2 separate regions of the Mus musculus genome follow, and region 2 is linked to region 1. A link is a contact called in public HiChIP or PLAC-seq data. All regions are on one chromosome and are shown on one strand. The core of a region is the stretch at or near the end of the contact, and the rest is flanking DNA. Distances in the headings are between cores, read along the strand shown. Region 1 has its middle 11 kb from the start of Exo5. Region 2 overlaps Ppt1 (palmitoyl-protein thioesterase 1).

What was found. HiChIP or PLAC-seq counts read pairs in DNA pulled down with a chosen protein or histone mark.
Region 2: an SMC1A HiChIP or PLAC-seq map of large pre-B cells shows a contact between it and region 1, with 10 times the contacts expected there. The contact joins two enhancer-like sites. A contact is called at or near these places in 11 of 39 promoter capture datasets (the 3T3-L1 cell line, 3T3-L1-derived adipocytes, the C10 cell line and 7 more), 1 of 15 datasets of contacts at CTCF or cohesin (large pre-B cells) and 2 of 115 datasets of contacts at active chromatin or transcription factors (acute myeloid leukemia and large pre-B cells).

What each region holds. Positions count from the first base shown.
Region 1 is chr4:120,912,112-120,916,457 of GRCm38.p6, reverse strand. No RefSeq gene overlaps it. Among named protein-coding and RNA genes, the nearest start is that of Exo5, 11 kb to the left of the region's middle. Within about 2 kb of position 2,372, at least 65 of the 459 cell types and tissues checked have an H3K27ac peak or open chromatin away from gene starts, as enhancers often do. A contact at or near this core is called in acute myeloid leukemia and hematopoietic stem and progenitor cells, where this site is marked.
Region 2 is chr4:122,851,456-122,855,801 of GRCm38.p6, reverse strand. It overlaps Ppt1 (palmitoyl-protein thioesterase 1), which reads right to left. Exons shown (of 9, transcript NM_008917.3): 6 at 2,121-2,211; 7 at 1,324-1,422. Among named protein-coding and RNA genes, the nearest start is that of Ppt1, 17 kb to the right of the region's middle. Within about 2 kb of position 1,956, at least 83 of the 459 cell types and tissues checked have an H3K27ac peak or open chromatin away from gene starts, as enhancers often do. A contact at or near this core is called in acute myeloid leukemia and hematopoietic stem and progenitor cells, where this site is marked.

The DNA.
Region 1 (4,346 bases), core at 1,123-3,622:
GGGTCTGATCAGGTACCCCTGGTTCCCCACCTTGCCTAATACTTGGGTATACGGCCCAGTCCTCTGTCCCCTATTAACCAGGAGAAAATGTCCTCAATACGAAACAAGAGGCTAGAGCGCCTCAGCTCAGGCACACCTGCAAGCTTGGGCAGCTGAGACCCCTGCTTGGGCTCGCCTTCCCAGTAACCTCTTGGTCTTCTCCTGCCTAAGGAGCGAAACGTTCAGCTGTCCTAGCGGGGGCCAGGAGGGGCTAAGAAACTGTATTAAGATGATCTCTCAAGGCGCCCTCAGAGGGGACACGTCTCGTGTGGTGAGTGCTGGTCCTCACCAGAACAGGGTGCCAAATGTGCTGGCAGAGAGGAGGAGCTGACATGGGCAGGGACTCACGGGCTTCCTAAAGCCAGCTCTGCTCCTGAGTCAGACCACACTGTGTTCAGCTCTGTACAGCCTCAGCTCCAAAGAGTCCCTTAAATGGGTTAGGATAGCGCTGTCCTGAGAACGCAGACACTGGATTCCCTGATGTGTTTCCCAACAAGCATCAGTCATCAGTCTCCTAAAACGTGCCCAGGGGCTTGTGCATGTTTATGGGTTGTATCTTTTTCCCTTCCCTTCCCCTTCCCTCCTTCCCTCCTTCCCTCCTTCCCTCCTTCCCTCCTTCCCTCCTTCCCTCCTTCCCTCCTTCCCTCCTTCCCTCCTTTCTTCCTTCTCCTTCTTCTACTCCTTCTTCTTCTTTTTAACTTTTCAAGACAGGTTTTTCTCTGTGTAGTCTTAGCTATCCCGGAACTCACTCTGTAGAACAGGCTGGCCTTGAACTCATAGAACCTACATGCCTCTGCTTCCCCAGTGCGCCACCACCACTTGCTATGATTTAGATCTTACAAGTTTCCCAAAGGTGAAAAGCTCGGTTGCCAGCTTATGGCATTATTGGGAGGTGGCAAGACCCACTGCTGGTATAACTAGGGTGTGGTGTGAGGAGAGCGGTGTCCACAGCACAGCCAAACTAGTTCTGCAGGGCAGGATGGGAAAGATCACTGAGACTAACGAAAACACCCAAAAGCTGCCTACCAGCCACAAGGTTTACTGAAGCTTAGGAAGTCTGTGGCCCACGCTGGACCAGTAGCGCTTTTCTTCTCAGCAATCCGTTTTTTATTGCCCTGCTCGCCACAGGAAGAGAGGCATTAAACTGCCCAAGCAGCCGCATCCTTGGTTTCCCAGCCTGCTTTGTCCTCGGATGACCAGCAATCTAAGGAACAGCTGACTTAGCCTGTGTGGGAAGTCGCTCTCCTCTTCTGATAAGGCTACTCCTCTGGCTCCCATGGAGGTAAGAGAGCTTCACCTCAACTGGACAGTCTGGCTTCACCCTGCCTGCCATTGTCCCCTTGACTGCCCGAAAACCTTGGGAACAGAAAGGGTACTTTAGGGACTTGGCGGTTAATGCCACTGCCTTGTTTTTCTCAAAGATCATACTTGGGGCTTCATGGGAAGAAGTTAAGTTACTGGAGCGTGTCCTTGAGGGGGTCTGTGGTATACCGGCCCTGTCCTCTCTGCTTTCTGACTGCCATGGACTCCTCGGCCAGGTACACTGCTGACCAAAGCAGCAGAGCCCTGAGAGTTGGGGCTGAAACCTCTGATGAGGAAAGCCAAAACAAATCTTCCTACTTTAAAACTGATGATCTCCGTGTTTTGCTACAGCTACAGAAAGCCATCTAGTGCAGTCACTTGAGCTCAATGTAATTCTCTGGAATAGGGTAGAAACAGCTTACTTCTGCTTTCTTAGAAGAGGCCACAGGAGGGACCAGGGTTGCGGCTCAGTTAGCAGATGCTTGCTTAGCCTCCAGCAAAGCCCTGGGTTTAATCTCCAGCATCATGGAAACCCCAAGCACTGTGGTACCTGCACTGGAGAGGCAGGGGCAGGAGGATCAGAAGTACAAGGCCACTGATGACGTCATAGTGAGTTAGAGCCAGCCTGGACTACATGAGACCCTTTCCCAAAATACAAAGCAAAAACAATTCACAGAGCATATGTGTTTAGACTGTAGAATGCCCTAAGTAGTATTTGACATGTAAATTCTAGGCCCTGATTAACCACTCCCACCCACTGAAACCTGTGTCCCCATCATGGGGACATAAATGCAAAGAATTGCTTATTTTATCTATTTTACTTGTATTCTTGTATTCAGTTTTTCCCAGTTTCTCTCATTATTGTTGAAATATGCTTAGCATATAATCTGCCTTTTTTTTTTCCTCAGGGAGATCTGGATCAAATCTTCATTATTTTCAGTGTCCAGGTCACTGGTGTTGGTGTACAGCTGTCTCTGTCTGTAATTCTGTCCATCTCACAAGAACCGAAACTCCCCTGTGGCATCACTTCCTGCTCCTCCCAGGTCCTAGCAAGTCACTTAGTGGGGTCACACTGCTCTTATCTTTTTGTGACTGGCTTACTTTACAGAGTATCCTTAATTCTCATTAGCACAGTCAAATGTGTCAGAACTTCCTGTTTCACAATGGGACAGAATTTTATTCTATGGGAAGCACACATCTGGCTTACCCATTCATCTGTCAATGGGCCCTTGGATTTTGCCCATGTTTTATATATTGTGACTGACACTACTGTGGAACCTGGATGTGCAAATGTCTCCTCGAAACCCCACTTTCAATTGTTTTGGGTATGAACCCAGAAAAAGTGTGGTCCCACGTTCCACCTCACTGCCCGGGTGTGTGAACTCTACTCAGGCAGAAGAACCATAGAACGCTAGGCTGTATTTTACCCTACACCGACAGCAGGTGATGGGCTTGCAGGAAGCTCCAATGCACTGCTCAAGGGGTAGGAGAATGCAGCCTAGGAGGGGACCTCAGCCAAGCTGAGGCTGAACGAAGAGTTGAGGAGTCGGGGGTTCCCAAGCTCCTGGGCATACAAACGGCCCTGGGCCTGTGAAGAGGTCAGGGGGTGGGGAGGGGGTGGGGGTATGGGAGAGGGAACTCAGGTTTAGCTTAGTGGCAACTGTCCAGGATGGAGGAGGGATCTTGTGCTGGAGACTCAGGCTGCAGCTCTGTGCAACAAAGGCTTCCTCCCTCCCTCCCTCCCTCCCTCCCTCCCTCCCTCCCTCCCTCCCTCCCTCCCTCCCTCCCTTCTTGATAAGAGAGGCAGTCCTTGGTTCCATTGATTATTCATCGTGGAGACTAGGGACATACCCTTTCCTCAGGGTGGACCAGAGATTTTGCATACCTTTTGCAGGAAGGAACTTAGTCTGGGAAGGGAAGCTTCATTGGCCAAACCCTCAGGGTCCATCTAGATACCTCATTAGCGTGCAGAACTTTGTGTTTTGTGCTAGGCCACGTTCTTCTGTGTGGAGTTGTGGTCACGTGTTCCAGGCCAGGAATCTGGTCAGGAGTAGGGAACTCCTACTGTCCTCAGGTGGATGCCAGCGGTTCTGAACCCACTCAACCTTACCAAGTTTCCTGGCACAGTCCACTGCCCCACAAAAAAGAATTATTGGACCTTTGGTCTTCTAATATTCTGAGTACCTGCCTGCCATACTCTATTGCTTTCAATTTCCACCCACAAAGCATCAGAGTTCCAATTTCTTTTAGTCCTTATAATGTTTATTGTTTTCCATGCATTGATATTGATAGTGGCCATCTCTATAGGTATGAAGCAGTGTCTCACGGTAACTTTGATTTACATTGCACTAATAATTAGTGGTGTTGGGCAAACACCACTAATTAGTGCACTGGCAAACATATTAGCCTATTTGTGTATCTTTGATTTTTTGGTTTTTTTGTTTTGCCTTTTTGTTGTTGTTGTTGTTGTTCTGTTTGAGACAAGATCTTGCTTATTTATTTATTTTAAGATAGAATTTCGCTGTGTAGCCCTAGCTGATCAGGAACTTACTCTGTAGACCAGGCTGGCCTCAGACTCAGACATCTGCCAGCTGATGCCTCCTGAGTGCTAGGATTAAAGGTGTGTACCACCATGCTCAGCTCCATTTTATTCTCTTGAGACTGGGTCTCTAACTGAACCTGGAACTCACTGGTTTTGGCTAGACTGGCTGGCCAGTAAGCTCCATCTCTCATATGTACAGTGTGTTACATGCGCTGCTTCCCCCATACACATAAGCAAATGTAAGAACATTTTAAAAAGATCTCTAAGGGGGACTGGAGTGACAGCTCAGCAGTTAAGAAACTGGATGCTCTTCTAGAGGGCAACAGTAAAGTATGTGCTGCAAATCTACAGACACAGACAAAATATGTATACACAGAATTGTAAAACTCTCTATGATAGTACCCAGCACTGGGGCACTGGATTATGGGCTGTCAGTCTAATCTTCCACCATATAAAACCACTC
Region 2 (4,346 bases), core at 707-3,206, 1.9 Mb before region 1:
AGGAGAGAAGGAAGAAAGCCAGGTCAGATCATGCACCCAGCACACTTGCAAAAATCATTTGAGGCTAGCTAGTACCTAAAACTACCAGCAAAATGAACATTGTAATAGATCTGACAGCAAGCAAGAAGGAAGAATGGGAAGGGGGTTTTTGGTTTAGGTGACCTGGAACTCACTTGTGTAGCCTAGGTTGGTTTTGACCTCGCAGGCTATCTGTCTGAGCCTCTTGAATGCTAGAGCTATAGGCATGTGTCATCATGCATAACATAAAGATGTGTCTTGAGTTAGCTCATTTTAAAGGTCAATCCCAAGGGATGAGCTAATCCTAAAATTTTCCATATCTCTGGAACTTGTGTTTCCTTCCTTGAGTGTATCAGCCCTGAAAGTCCCTGTGCTGCCCCAATCATTCAAGGGTGAATACACAAGCCCCCTTCCCATGAAGCCTCCTAGTCTAGAAGGCACAGAACCAATTCATTGTATAGCACTGGGTCAGTAGACTTCTGTTGAGGCCAGATTATATCAACATGGTTGTGGCTACTCACTTGCCACCATGACACAAAAGGAGCAACAGAGTGTGTGAGAAGAGAGTAGGGCTTTTCTAATGAAAGGCTTGTATAGACATGGAAATTTGGCTTTCAAATAGTGTTCACAGATAAAATATTGTAAATGTTTTCTCTATATATGTAGAAATTCTGAGCTCACAGGCCATTCAAAAATATAGTGAAATTTGGCCCCTAGGCTGCCTTCCCCTCTTCCCCTGTGATCTGACAGTGTGGACAGAGCTTCAGTTTGTGGCTTCAAATGCAGAAGCAGCTGGCGGTTTCTCACACCTGTCATCCTGGCACTCAAGAGGGTGAGAAGGATCACTTTGGGTTCAAGGCTAGACCAAACTACGAGGACCCTTCCAAAAGGAGGGAACCAAAATCTGGGAGTAGGGATGGTGTCCTAGAGGAACGATGTATGTGGCCTGAACAAAGAACAGGAGTAGTCGGATGGAGAAGCCAGGGAGAAGCTCTCAAAAGACAAGGCATGTGAGAGAGGCTTAAGACATTCCAAGTACTAAAATAGAGGTGACGAAGCTGGAAAGATTGGTCATTCTGAATCAAGGCAGGCCCATAAGCCCTTCCTCCACAGAATGTAACCACATAACTTTTTCATAAATTTCTCGGTACAACTAGGGGATTGCAGCCGATTTGGTATCTCATTTATGGGACACCTTGTTCACAGGTGAAGGCTGGCTGTGAGACCAGGTTTTGCCCACAAAGCAGCTATGGTCAGAATCATTGACCTCCTACAATCTCTTGGTACTCTGTGGACATGTCTCACCTCAGAGTCGACAGGGTCCACAATGGAATCATTAAAGAATTTCACCATCACAAACTTCTTGAGGGCCATCAGGTTCTTCTTGTAGGACTCATTGACACACTGGAATTAGAGGGGACAGTCATGCAGGGTCACTATTGTCAAGTTCAGCCTTTCCTTAAAACCTGTCTGACTGGCATGTCATCAGCCATGGGCTGGGTTCTGTCCACTCTCTCTCTATATACCTTACTCATTTAGGTCATAGGCTTCAAACATGACAAAATAAGAAGAATTCTGGGTGGCGCTGGCATTTGATTCTGTCCTTTGTTCTGTTTGTTATCTGCTTCAACTTTTTTTTTTTTTTGCTTAAAACAACAAACACCCTCAAGCTGGCCATCATATAAAATGAACCGTTAAGTTTACCAGAATGTCCCAAACCATGCTCATGCCTGGGCACAGTCTATGCCCTTCCCTGAGTCTCTCAAGTAAGTCTTTTCTGAGAAAACCCGCTCTAAAGGGCCCCACCTGGAAGAATGTCGTTTGTGAAGACAGCAGCTGTAAATTTCCACATTGCCCAGCTTGCCACCTATTGTAATATGTCAACATAAAGGAAGGGGGGGGGGACTTCAGGGAGGAGGAGAGTCAGATGAGTTCCAGCCCAGCCACCCTGAAAGGAACTGAAACTCAGTGAGCACTGCCACACACAAACAAAACCCATGGTTCCTGGCTTCTGCTCAGGGTATTTTTTTGTAACTAGCCACTGCTGATTTCTGATGGCCAGAAAGGAAGGTCTAGCCATGGGAGCCTATTTGGGCTCTTACCCTCTCTTGATTTATGTCTGCCAAGAAGATGCTGTAGTTTCGGTACACACTCTCCTTGATAGGGTCATGCCAGTACTGTGCTTGCACCAGGCTGAGAAAGAGAAGGAATGAAGGTGACTGGGTGCTTTCAGTCAGTATGCCTGGAACATACTCCAGTGTCTAGGCAACCAAGAGACTTCAAAAGGATGAAAAACCAAAGCCTGAAGTCCCAGGTCTAACCTTCTAATAGGGAATACTTCTTAGACCTGTCAACAAAATATCTTGCTGGGAGAACGACAGGCCATTTGGCAGATACAGAAAGGCCGAAGAATTGGGGAAGAGATTCATCAATATTTGACCTTCTAATATGGTGGTCTAGGCTGTCCCTTCTCACAGTTCCACTTCTCCCACTCTCCTTTGCTTCCTCTTTATCCTATAAGACTCAGCCGCCTTTTGTCTCTTCCTCTCCATTGTTATCCTTTTCCTCGTCTTCCTCAGGCTGGAATGGAGGCTGAGCCAGCTCAGAGTGACTACCAGTTATCAGAATGACCCTTTCCAATCTGTTGATAAATGTGTTTGGAGCCAGATGTGGTGGTGGCTGCCTGTAGTAGCAGCACATGGGAGGTAGAGGCATAGGGTTCAGAAGTTCAAGGTTATCTTCAGCTACAGAGCAAGTCTGAGGTCAGTCTGGGCTAATATGAGACCCTGTCGTGAAAAAAAAAAAGTATTTGGAAGTCCTAAAATGTTTAACTTCACTGATACTTAAAAATTAAGGGCTAGGAGCTGAAGAAATGGCTCAGTGGTTAAGAGTACTGGCTGCTCCTCCAGAGGATCTGGGTTTGATCTCTCCCTACTCGCATGGTGGCTCACAACCATCTATAACTGCAGTTCCTGGGGATCCAGTGCCACTTTCTGGCTTCCTGGGCACCAGGCCTGCACATGGTGTGCATACATACATGCTAATAAAACACCCAAACAGAGAAGAAAAATATCTAGTATATAAATAAATAAAATTCAGGGTTAAAGGTATAGTTCCCAGATAATAGTATTTGTCTGACCTGCACACGACTCTGGGTTTGATCCTCAGCTCTGCAAACACAGATAGACTGTGAACACATATAAAATACTACCTACCATCAGTACTGCTGCTCACTACTTTCCCCCCATAGGATCCTAAGGCCCTTGATAAGACAGTAAGATACTCTATACTAAGGGTCTGCTAGCCCATACAGGGTGTGAGACAAGCTGTGCTAGAGGCTGGAGTGGTGAGAAGACTGCAGGGGGTGGGGGGTAAAAACATCACACAACTTTCCCGGGTGATTGATCATGGCTCGCTCAATAATGCAAAGTGACGGTGAGGAAAGTCTTTGGCCCCAGTCAAGCTGGGTCCAAATTTGTGACCCAGAATTTCAGTGGCCTAGAATTTCAGGAGGCCGATGACTAAGGATGAGCATGAAGCTGATCATCACCTAAGCTTTTGCCATCAAAATGAGACAGCTAAGAGGAGAGGACAGGAAGATACAGGGACATCCCACTGCAAGGAGCTTGATGTAAGTGGTACAGCCCAGAGGAGGCCTGAGGATAGGCAGAAGCAGAGGGGCCTGGGAGGAAGAGGAGGAGGAGGAGGGAGAGAGGAAGGGGGAGGGGGACGAGGTTTGTGAAACAGAAGGAGAACCAGTGTATACTCTCACTACTTACTTGTACCACTGAGAAGTAGATTGGGAAAGGCTAACTGATCTAAGTTATACTTTGGTGTTTTGAGACAGTTTCACTATGTAGCCCAGGATATACTCAAATAGATGCTCTTCCTGCCTCTGTGTCCCCAGTGTTAGGATTAACACTGTACAGGCATATACCACCACACTTGACTTTTTTGGTTTGTTTTATCAGGAAAGCTCTTGCTATGTAACTTTGACTGGCCTGGTCCTCCATCTGTAGCCAGTGGGGTCCTCAAACTTGCAATAATTCTCCTGAGCTCTTCTGGCATTACAGGTGTGAACCACCATGCTCTTTGAGGCTTTGGGAACCAAACTGTTAGGGAATTCCATTTATTTACTTCAGTGTATATGTGTGGGTATATATATGCATGTGTTCATATAGGTTTATGTGTGGGTGATCCTGTTATTCTTGTGGAGACTCACACCAGGTGTCCTCTATCACTGCACCATAGTCCTTAGGACAGTGTGATAGGCTGGCTGGACAGCAACTTCCCAGAATCACCTTCTTTCTGCCTCCTAGGGCTGGGGT